Linked DNA regions of Mus musculus: all the other regions are linked to region 2. A link is a contact called in public capture Hi-C and promoter capture Hi-C data. All regions are on one chromosome and are shown on one strand. Each heading gives the region's core, a stretch centred on a gene start, on an enhancer-like site or on the middle of the called end of the contact. The rest is flanking DNA. Distances are from core to core; before and after follow the strand shown.

Region 1 (4,097 bases), core at 1,153-3,652, 1.0 Mb after region 2:
TGACCGATCTTGTTTTGGCTAAGAAACAATGAAGTATAAACACAGTAGTGTGCTTGCCTAGCATGCACGAGGTCCTGGGTTCAATATTTGGCACCAAAGGAAAAAAAAAAGCAGCTGTTTGACTAGGAAAAGGCCCTCTCACTAACCTGCTCAGGTCTGGTGCACTTGCCTCACTCACTGTCCAGGTTGAGACAACTTAACAGATTGAGTATCTCCCAGACAGTGTGGCAGGGCAGAGACTATATAATTCATCTCTTAAGAACTTAAGGTCACTTTCAGAATTTCTTCAGGTATATACCGAACAAGATTAAAAAGAAAAAAAGAACAGTATAAAATTACTCAATTTCTATCTTTTTGTTTGATACAAAAATATAATCATAAACCTGTTCTTTATAGACTCTTAATTCAACATTTAGCTGAAATGTACAGTGTTTACACTGAAGCCTACTGAAGTAAATCTACCTTACCAGCTGGCTTTTTCGTACCAAAAATAAAATTTTAAGCCCCATCTTGTTACTGTTCTTAATATAATTAATTACTGTCAAATAATTGGTCTCCATAGACACATGCTCAAGGACACATTTACTAAGGTGGGAGCACCTCCTCCAACTCCCTGCCATAGGTCAGGACCATTTTCCATCCCAGGCCAGCCACCCTCAGGCTGGCTTGGCTGGCATCATCCCTCCTGGGTACTGAAACCCCTGCCGCTATCCAGACAGGCCAGTTAGAGAAGCAACTTCATCCTGTGATTTGTGTTCTCCAAAGTTTGTTGTGGCCAGAACAAATTTGCGGGCAAAGGGAGGAGCACACACACATGATCTTTAACACTGTCCTCCATGGACCAGCACAACTTTTCTATGAATGCTCACAAAGAAAATAATTCAGGTGTCAGCAGCCACAAGCCCGCTAGTAGGACTAGAGCTGCCATACTCTCCACCTGCATAGATAGATGTGGCCATGTTTTAGTAGAACCTGATTACGAAGTAAGACCTTACTGCCTGACTGGCTACAACTTAAAGGACGCCCTGAAGAGGTCTCAACAACTCACCAAGTGACTTAATGAGCAGCCTGAGAGGTACTAGACACTAACCTCACCTTATATCACTAAAACTTCAGAGGCCAGTACTACTGGAATAACTGGGCAGGGAAGAACACTAAGAAGCAACAGGCCCTGTGGGGATCACTAGAAACTCAGTATCATACTCTGAATTCATCTCAAAGGGTCTTTAGCAGAGGAATGGCAATCCCTGATCTATCTTATTGTTTTATCTTTTTGCTTATATGTAGTGTGTATGGTATGCATGCATACGTGCATGCATGTTCCTAAATTTGGGTGCATATATATGCATGTGCCCCCCACACAAAGTGAGCTCATCCGAGGGTAAGGTAAGTCCTTCATCCAATATGAGTGGTGTGTTCAAGGAAGAGATGAGGACAGGCAGTTTAACTCAGTGGTGGAGCATTTGCATAGCACATGCAAAGCTTTGGATTCAACCCCCTATCCTGGAGATGGAGAGGCTCTGGGCACGTGACCTGTGAGAGAAAGAAAGGCCAAAGACAGCCAGAGAGCACTCAGAATAGGTAGAGTTGCCCATACAGAGATGAAAGGTCACAGAAGGGGAAGGTTTGAGTTTGTTGGTCAAGTACCTATCAGACACTCAAATCTAAGCTCCAAGTTCAATACAAAAGTTGTCTAAACCCAATGTAAAATGTAAAACGTAGCACGCGCACATGTCAGGAAGCTGGTGCAAGGAGAGCCGATGTTCTGGTGAGCTCAGAGCTCAGGGGCTGGGATGAGTTCCCTTTAAGGTGGTCCACGTGTGGGTTGACTCCGGGGTTCCCGCAAGTCAAGAAGCAGCCCTAGGAGACTCCAGCCTGAGGTGTTCAGAATAGGACCCCAGGGCACACTGAAGCTCCTCAAGAATGTCTCTCAGGGCCGCATGCGACCAGCCTCACTCCCACTGGTCTCTCTCCTCCCAAACCCTTCTTAGCGGTCCCCACCCTCTACCCCAGATCCTTCACCTTGAGGTCCACCGGTCCCCCCAACCCCACCCCCAACTACGGCTAGGCCCCGCCCCCAGATCGCCATCAAGTTCCTGGCCCCGCCCACACTCACGTAGCGGCTGCACATGGCCACTGCGAGGTTGCGTAGATGCGGCGTTGCTCCCACCCACAGGAAGAGCGAATCCGTCAGCCGCATGACATGAAAGTGGACCAGCTGCTCCCACAGCCTTGCACTGAAGTTGTGAAGCGACACGTCCGCGTCCGCAGCGGCCCGAGACTCCTCCATCCCGCCAGCCACCGGGCCACAGCACCGAGACCGGGCAGGCGCGGGCTCCCAGACCAGAGAGAGCGAGCTCCGAAAAGCGGAACGCTCTTTCACTTTCAGATGCGCGCGCCGAGGTGGGGTGGGGCGAGCATGAGTGGGCGGGGCCTAGAACAGGGCCTCCGCCTGCTCTAGCCTGGTACCTTCAGCCTCGCCTAGGAGTCTGCCAGCGATCTCTAGGAACCCACTGAACTACCTCTGTCCTTTTTCCTTCTTCCCAGGAGCGCATGTTAGTGGACTGAAACCACTCTCAGCATCTTCCTTTGCCCAGACACGGACACAATTTGAGCGCTTTAGCAGCCACCACCTCCCAGGCCCACCTCTGCAAGTCTCTAACCTAGCTAACATAATTTAACAGCAATGATCCTGGGAGAAAGCTGTAAAAAAGAACTGCATAGACCATGGCGGGAGGACAGGGTCTTCAGAGACAGGCAGGCACACCCTGAGCTGCTATCATGTAAAGCTCGGGTCTTGATCTAACCCTTTAACTTCTCTGTCTCTCTTTCCTCGAGTACAAAATGGAAATATGAGTAGGGAGCCTTTAAGATTTGAGAAAGAATGTGAGAGAGGGAAGCCCTGTGGAGGGTGGTGATATATCTGCCCTGGGACCCTTTAATTTTAATTACTGGGACACTAAAGTGTTTGGAATGAGTCCCTTGGTGGGTTGAGAGGCGTAAAAACTTGCCCGGTTTGTCAAGCTTTTTACAGTAGACTTGGAGACTCTAGGAACTGCAAAGAGTCTGCTTAAATTTCCTGTAACTCTTAGTGGATCAAATTGAGATTTAAAATGTGATGTGATTTGAGTATGGTTTGGGACCCTCCGAGGATCCACTGTGAGATGTCTTAGTCCCCAAGGGAGATAGATTATGGAATATCATGGGAGATCAGGGGATAGGCCCTGTCTGGAAGACCCAAGTCACTGAGGAAAAGGAAATATTCCTGTGATAGAGCTCCTGAGGTATTACTATAAAAGCAACAAGCCCAGCCTTTGTGGTTAATATTGTTGGGGGTTGGGGGGAGGGGGTTACTACACCCCCTTGTTACCTTTAAATATCTATTGGGGGTTTCTACCCCACTTCAGACCATATCATTACCAGATAAAAGATACAGAAACATTTAGATTTATAATAAGCTTAAAAGCACTAGAGCTAGGCAGATATCAGCCCTCTATGCTATATTACCTATTTTCTTATGGTGATCCCAGAGATGTCACTGGCCATGTTCAGCCTGGGCCATTCCTACTCCATCAGGCTGGTCCTCTTGACCATGTGCCCATGATCTACCAACACCATGGTGACCTCCTTCCTTCTTCCTCTCTCTTCCACCTCATCCTTATCTCAGACCCCAAGCCCAGAATCCATTTTTCCACCCACTCTGTTCTGCCTAGCCTTGTCTGTAGGCATCTTTATTGGCCAATCAGGAATAAGTTGGGGGGCAAGCTTTACATCATTTGGTACAGGAGGATCTCATCAGGAGGCATCCAGATTTGGGGGGACCAGCACTTAGCATTCAAATACAGAGCAGCACCCGTGCAACCCCTACACCCTGCTACACCCATCCTCCTCCTGCCTACTCTTCTCAGGCTGTGACCTCTTCCTGTATTTGTGCTCCTGTGACATTTGTGCTATGAAGTCCTCACCATAGCTCGGCCAGCACAGATACTGTATTCTTGAACCTCCTAGCACTGTAAACTAGAATCTTTCCTCTTCATAAAGTTAATTGCCTCCGACATTTCATTTTACTAACACAAAACTAGCAATATAGTAGAGTG
Region 2 (3,636 bases), core at 843-3,342:
AAAAAGTAAATCTTTAAAAAAATGCTTTGAGGATGCTTCATAAAGGCAAATCACTCCAACTACATTTGCTAAGGTGTGTCACAAAATAAATCTACATGAATATGTATCCTGGCATCCCAGAAGCTTCTCCCCCAGTAAACGTCTCTGTCTACCCACAGGGTAGTGTAGGTCAGTGGTTTCACCACACCTTCCCTCACAGTATACATGTGCAAAATTGTACTTGAAATAATAATTAAATTGTAAAAACTCAAAATAATAAATTAGACTCAGAGGAAAGAGAGGCAAATTTATTCGTCCCTATGTTACAGCAAGAATTAAATAGCATTTAAACAAATTACAACAGCTCACCACAAAAATGTAATGTTAAAAGATAAATCTAGCAATTCATGTCTAGGATCCGTATGATGAAAGCTATAAAATACAGACAAAAGAAGCAGAATTCTCAATAAAAAGAGAAACACACCGTACTTAGTGGTCAGAAGACCTCACAGCTTAGACTTCAATTTTCCCCAGACAATCTAGAGAGTTAATACCAATCTCCAAAAGGTTTCAGCTGTATATTTTCCAAATAAGCTGATTCAAACGTCAGGAGAAAATTGAAGTAATTAGGACAACTAAAACAAGTTGAAGAGGAAGAAAATTGGGCTAATCACATTACTATCAAGACCATATGATATTAGCAAAAGGATAAATCAATAGAACAGAATTATGTGAATATAAACCCACAGAAGTATGGCCAAATGGTTTTAATTTAACATTTTTAGGTATACTCTATACAGTATTTCAACCATATTCACCTGTACACTTTTATACTCCATCTCCTCTCAGACCCCTCACAACTTCTCAATTAATGTCTTCTCTTTGCACATAATCCACTTAGGGGCTAGAGAGATGGCTCAGCAGTTAAGAGCTTTGCTACTCTGGCAGAGGACCAAGATTTGTTTCCCAGCCCCTACATAGCAGCTCACAACAACCTATAACTCCAGTTCAAGAGGATCCAAAGCTCTTTTCTGGCTTCTTTTGGATTTCAAACACATACATGGCACACAAACATACACACAAGAAAAACACTCATATACATAAAAATATAAATAAGTAAATATATAAATACTCCACTGAATTCTGTTAGTGTTTCCCATATACACATGGGTGTGTGCCATCAGTTAGAGCACAGACAGCATGTGGGGAACCAAATCCCCAAAGTAAACAAATTCTCCCTTCCTTAGCAACCTTCAACTCCCAATAGCTCCTTATAGGAGGAATAGGGACTTGTGTGCCCCTCCCCATTCCATGCTGAACTGTTGACTGGATTGTTCTCATGCAGGTATTGTGCAGGCAACACACAGGTGCTTCGAGTTCATGACTGCAGCTGTCATGTCCAGAAGATACTGTTTCATCTCAGTCTATCCTACCCTCTGGCTCTTACAGTCTTTCTGCCCTGTGTTCTGCAATGTTCCCTGAGCCTTGTAGGGGAGGTATATTACATAGTTCCATTTAGAGCTGAGCAATTTACAAAGACTGTCCTCCGCACTTTGACTTGTTATGAGTCTTTGTATTCGCTACCATCCACTGCAGAAGGTACTACTCTAATGACTGAGAGACGTACTAATCTTTGAGAACCAAGATTTGTATTTTGACCCTATGTCCATTTAACATAAAGAGAAAGGTAGTAGGGTTTATATTTGGAAGGTTTGGGCTCCCCGGTCATGGGTTCTTGGCCCAATTACAATATCAGGCTTGAGAGTCCTCCTGTGGAGTGGGCCTTAAATCCAGTCAGAAAAAGTAGACTATCCCCATAGCATTTGTGCCGCTGATGAACTCATGAGCATATCTCCAGGTCAGCCGTTGTTGTAGCTCATAGGGTTCACAACTGGATAAAAATGGCCCTGGTCTTCTTCCTTTTCCCCCAAGACATGATATCCTTACAGAACAGATTGATCCCAAACTTGAATTCCTCCTGCCTTAGCCTACCAAGTGCTGGGGTTATTGGTGTACACCACAATACCTAGATATGCTCACCTTATTATTCAAAATTCCTTTAATTTTAGAATAAAATTTTCCAACAATATTTTTCTTTGTCTCACCCGCAACTTCAGACAAAGGCATTTAGAATTCAGGTGTGAGCCATGTACCTGTGATGTAATGGATTCCATGAATCACATGTAATGTTCCAAGAGGAAGGTGAGAACAGAGATGCTTTGTCCCAATTTGGCGCTTTGTTGTCATGCAACAAGCTCAAAATAATGGCCATTGGATTACCTCTTGATTTTATTTCCTGGTATTCAACTTTTGTGAGGGGAACAAGCTTTGTTAAAGAGTACTCCACCCTCTTTCCACTACTATTCAAGTATTAAATTTAACACAGTTAAGACTAAGGTTTCTGGGACCTGGGACAGGATCATAATTATTGATTTCATCCATTGGAGAGGGCTCTTTCCTGCTGGTATTCTTGGCTCCTCTTTGCCAATAAAACAGAAAGTGAGAAATATGTATGTGCTCATCATGTGCTTTATACAAAGCCTTTGTGCATAGTGTTCTAGGAAACAGGAAACTTGTATAATACTATGTGCAAGGAAATTCATATGTCACATTGTTAAATACCACCCCACGTCTAGTATTTTCCAGTGTGCAGACTGAAGATCTGAATTGTGAGTGAAGTTAAAGTCTTCCTTTCAACTTGTGTGGTTAGGTATTTGTCACTGTGATGATAAATTGACCAGCACAGTCTATGTGCTATTCTCAAAGTAGCTAGCTTAAGTGGAGATAGTCTAGAATTTTGTAACCTCAGTGTGGATATAAAGAAACAAAATTTCTTACCAGTAGCTTATGTATCGGTTATGGCTGATGTGAAGTTTATTGCTCTAAATAAAATGTATAATTAAAACTAACAATCTTTTTTAGTCAGAGCTACAATAAGATTAAAATTTACACAGTTGCTCCAATTGTGCGTATATGCTACAGTACTTGTCTAACATTATAGCTTTTTACAACTAAACCAGACACATCTTATAAGATACTAACAATAAAAAGGGAAGAGTGCAAATAATGCTAGAATTATTTTAGACATAATGCAGTTTTACAAATCTCCCAGATCTCAAATCTTATGTATCTGTTAGGAACTTGACCATAAGAGTGAGGGCAGGAGTATCCAGTTTTACCTAACGGCTACTGACAGCACCAACTGCTTCATAATACTAGGGCAATAATAAAAAACACACTGTGTCATGAGCATTTAAAAAATACTACCTGTCATTTCTCTTCTCTCCAAAGCTTCTTCATAGTTCCTGAAAACTCCGCAGTCCCCTTGCCTCTGAGCCTGGTGCTTGCTGTGTGCAGGACCTCCACTGTTCTTCTATCAGCCAAATGAGTTTAGATGAACCCACAACTCCTTAGTCCTGTGCAATAGGATCAATAGCCACAGTCATGGACGGCCTACAACACCCCAGGCACTTGTTAAGGGCTGGCCCCTCTACATTTATATGCTGAAATTCTAACCGCAGCACAATGGATGTAGAGATGGGACCTGGGGATGGGGGTGGGGTATGTGATTAAGTCAAGAGGGATTCCCCAAAGGATGAAATTAGTGCCCTGAACATAAACTTCCTTCTAAAGCTTGCTTCCTCTTTCTCAGCCATG
Region 3 (4,062 bases), core at 1,210-3,709, 1.6 Mb before region 2:
TATTCATTCTCCCGGATTATTTATGGACTGTACCTCTGCCAGACTCTTGCTTCACTTTTTTTAAGCCTTGTACCAGGGAAGGGAGGCCAGGAAGTAGAGGGGGCCAGTGTAAAGGGAAGGACCAGCAGGCACCCAGGTGGCAAGGAACAGCGGGTTCAGAATCTACGCAGGCGCGCAGGACTGCAGACGCCTTGAGCGCACGATTCACTCAGCTCCATTTAGTTTTTCAATGCAGCTTCCTCACACCTGAAGCCTCTGGTTTTAAGTGAGAAGGGATGTAGTAGGGAAGATCCCATGGCACCCACTGAAAATGTTCTAGAAGGTCCCGATGCGTGAGCGGGAGAAGGCAAGGACGTTGAGGGTACGAAATGTAAATTCCCGGGTACTCAGGCTCTGAGACTTTGGAGCGGAGACAGGAGGACTCGGCTCAGAGCCACGGACGTGGGTGGAAGATGGGGAAACCGGTGGCCCTGTGCGTGGAACCCTGAAGGGACAAGGGAGTATGGGGGAAGAGCTTCCAACCTTGAGGTCCCGCCCCTTGCCAGCCCCTTCTCTACCATTGGAGAGCATTGGGGGAGGGTCCGAGGGACGCCCCCCCCCCCACTCGCCACCCTTCTCGCCCCGCCTCCTTCCCGCCCACCTTTTCTGCTTTTCTGGGAGCCTCTGAACACTGGGGCAGGAAACTCCTGGCCCCGCCACTGGGCCCCTGGACACCGGGAAAGCGCGCCCCCGCTACCCCGCCCACCCACCACTGACATCACCAGGGGCAGGGACGTGGCTCCGCCCCTACAGCCGTGGCAGCTTGCCCTGGTTCTGCAGTTCTGCAGGGCTGCAAGCTTGGGTCCCCTCGGTGCGCGCTTTTCAGCTTCTAGTTGCCTCAAGACCCTCGCGGTCCTACTCAGTCCCTCCACCGCCCGTCACCTGACCCCAGTTTTGCACCCTTTTCTCCCTTTCTCCGTCTGTGTGCACAGATGGCTGACTGTGTGGGCTCCCAGTGCAGGGGCTTCGAAAGGCAAATTAAACGGAAGCCCGGTCTCCCTAATCCCCTTTCATTTCTGCCACTAACCTAGCCTTACGCGGTCGCCCTGCAGTCTTATAAAATATGAAGGCTCTTTTATTTTTCTCCTTTCGCATATCTCTTCATTGGCTCAAGTAATACAGTTAGCCAATGCGGCCATCAACATTTGATTAAAGACGCTAGAATTCAGACTGGGAAAGAGGGTGTGGTGCATTGCAGAAAAGGAGAAAAAAAATCAAAACTTAATTTCATTTAAGAAGTAGCCCTGATTATTTTTCCATCTTACACGATCCACTACAGGACCTTGCACGAACGCAGCTGAAGAGATATTTCTTTACTGCAGTCAGTGCTGGATCATCAAAAAATAAAATAAAGAGCGCAGGTGTGTGTGGGTCTGGGTGTGTACGTGATGGACGTGGGTGCGTGTATCAACATGTCAGTGTGACCCTACAGATGACTTCAGGAGGCCCCAGAAAGGAGTTGTACACCAGAGCTTGCCTTGGAAATTTCCTAAAGCGCGAAGAGTTTGTAAACCACAAGAAACCGAAATTTACCCTAGCCTAGGCTTCTTGCCCGACAGCCTTTCCAACCCCCTAAAATAGGTGTCTCTATGCCTGGTATAGATGCCCCTCGGTGGGTGAGCGTCGCGAATAGTGACATTCACAAGAGGGCACGCAGAGTCTATTTCTGGGGGCCCCCATGCGAGCCGAACGAACCCCCGGGGCCTGGGTGTGTACGCGCGCTCGCGTGCGGAGTGTGCGGGCGAGCTCGGGGGCGCTCCCGGGCGTGCGCTTTTGTGAGTGTGTGCGTGTGCTGGGGGGCCGGGTTATGTGCTCACGCGCTCTAGGCTGCGCCTAGAGCTCAACTGTGGGGCTGGAGAGAAAACTAGGGTAGGCAAGTGAGGGGGTCTGCACCCCACTGAGGGCGAGAGAAGGGTGATTCGGACCGGAGGAGTCTCTCCCCTCTGTCCTCCCTGGGCCCAAAGCTCCCCAAACCTCTCTGCAGGGTTGGAAGTGTCTGGGTTCGTTGTGGCGCCAGTGAAGGAGGGAGCAGGTTGAACAATCGAGTGGGCGCACCAGGACTCCCCGTCTCCGGGGCGGGGAGAGGAGAGGGAGCCCCGATTCTGCGCAGGGAGGGGGCGGGGCTGGGGGCCCCTGGAACGAGGAGGCGGGGGTGGCCACTGGGATGAAAATCAGTCACTACAGAGAGGCGAGATTTCGTTGAGATCGCACATTAATTGGAGATATCTGATTAATTCCAGAGTCTTATGACTATAAATGGTGATTCTCTACCAAGGTGTCTATATTATAAAAAAAAAAAAAAATCAATCCGTGTCATCCCCCACGTCAGGCCTGCTCGTGGGCGTGAGGCTGTACTTCCTCCGCCCCCTCCTAATGGAGTGAACCATTCCCAGCTCTCCCCCCCCCCCCCCAGCCTCTCACTCTCTCACTCTCTTTCTGTCTCTTCCTCGCTCCCTCTCTTTCTCTCCTCCCTCTGCCTTCCCAGTGCATAAAGTCTCTGTCGCTCCCGGAACTTGTTGGCAATGCCTATTTTTCAGCTTTCCCCCGCGTTCTCTAAACTAACTATTTAAAGGTCTGCGGTCGCAAATGGTTTGACTAAACGTAGGATGGGACTTAAGTTGAACGGCAGATATATTTCACTGATCCTCGCGGTGCAAATAGGTAAGTGGCCGCCCGGTACGGCTTGGTAGGCGACCGGAGATTGCCTACCCCAGAGGCGCCTAAGGGGACTTGCTGGCCAGGGTCTGCCGCTGGTTGCAGAAAACCCTGCAGACTCCCTGAGTCGGGGCATTAGCTCTTGGGGACTCTGGAAGGAGTTCTGGTTTGGTTTTCCTAAAGAAAGTGATTTCTTTTGCAGGGAAGTGTGTGTGTGTGACCGGCTGTTTTCCAAGGGGGGTTCTCCCTTTTCTCCAAAGCGCACATCCATTTTTTTCCTCCCTCTTTGGGGTTAAAACAGGATCTGAGCGCTCGTAGCATTTGTCCCCTGTTATACTGCAAGATACTATCTTGAGGGGTCAAAAGGTAAAGGGAGGAATAAGATGCCTAGGTAGCTAGGGCTGAAAAGTTTATATGCAGAAAGCAAAGATATTCTAAGGCTGCCCTCAAACTGCAGCATTTAGAACTTTGTCCTTCCTCCGCCCCTCCCCCTAGATCTTAGCTGCAGCGTTTGCTCCGGGCACCGCAGACTACTCCGAGAAGGATAAATCAACCAAATATTCACTGATATACTTTTTCAGGGTCATGTGTGTCTGTGATTTTTGGCAGATTAGCATCTCTATTATTTTTATACAGGAAAGTGGTTTAACGTGTTCGCATTTTGTCTTTTCGTGGGTTTGTAATTTTTGTTTGTGGCGGTTTATTGGATGGATTTATTTAGCCCCCCCCCCCATTTCATGTTAAGGAATGTGAGTCTCAGCTACACTGTTGGGAGGCTTTTTTAAAGTTTATATTTTTCCATCCAAAATGCAAATGTTTTAAGTACTAGTGAATCCGCTTATGTGATACTGGATGGAAACATTAATTAATGTAACTGAAAAGGGAAATTAAAGCAGCTTATTAATAGAATGGACAAAAGGAAAAAAATAGAAAGTCTCCCAGTGGTTATTCTGCAGATGGAGAAAACTGTTCGTGCCAGGCTGGAGCGTTCTTTACAGACAAATCCTTGCAGCATTTCAGGGGTGCGTCAGGGAATTTGTGTGGGACAAGAGAAGAAATACTTAACATTTTTTCTTCATAAGAAATATAGAGAAATTGGGGCTTTCGGAGCATTAAAACTGATTCTTTCTATGGGGTCCATATGCATTTGCCATATTCTTGAGAATTTGTTTGGGGGATTTTTTTGGTTGTTTATTTGTTTATTGTTTTGCAGAAACTGGGATTTTTGCAAAGCAAGGAGCATGCACCGGGATGTTGCCTTTTCCTTTAATTTTAGGAGATGACTTAATGCTTTGCATCTGGTGGTTTTGTGCCTTTGACATTAGTTCAAAGAGCTGCAACCATCCTAGGACATAGATCCCAAGGGCA

The links. Promoter capture Hi-C pulls out the DNA fragments that hold promoters and counts their contacts. Capture Hi-C pulls out chosen DNA fragments and counts their contacts.
Region 1: a promoter capture Hi-C map of pre-B cells shows a contact between it and region 2, with 2.0 times the contacts expected there. The contact joins the promoter of Psmg4 here to the promoter of 1700011B04Rik in region 2. A contact is called at or near these places in 2 of 39 promoter capture datasets (pre-B cells and stem cell-derived epiblast-like cells).
Region 3: a capture Hi-C map of embryonic stem cells shows a contact between it and region 2, with 3 times the contacts expected there. The contact joins the promoter of Nrn1 here to the promoter of 1700011B04Rik in region 2.

The regions. Positions count from the first base shown.
Region 1 is chr13:34,161,269-34,165,365 of GRCm38.p6, reverse strand. Psmg4 (proteasome (prosome, macropain) assembly chaperone 4) reads right to left here and starts at 2,402. Exons shown (of 3, transcript NM_001101430.2): 1 at 2,117-2,402. The coding sequence starts at 2,290.
Region 2 is chr13:35,180,079-35,183,714 of GRCm38.p6, reverse strand. It overlaps 1700011B04Rik (RIKEN cDNA 1700011B04 gene), which reads right to left and starts at 2,092. Exons shown (of 3, transcript NR_045616.1): 1 at 2,020-2,092.
Region 3 is chr13:36,732,874-36,736,935 of GRCm38.p6, reverse strand. It overlaps Nrn1 (neuritin 1), which reads left to right and starts at 2,459. Exons shown (of 3, transcript NM_153529.2): 1 at 2,459-2,700. The coding sequence starts at 2,646.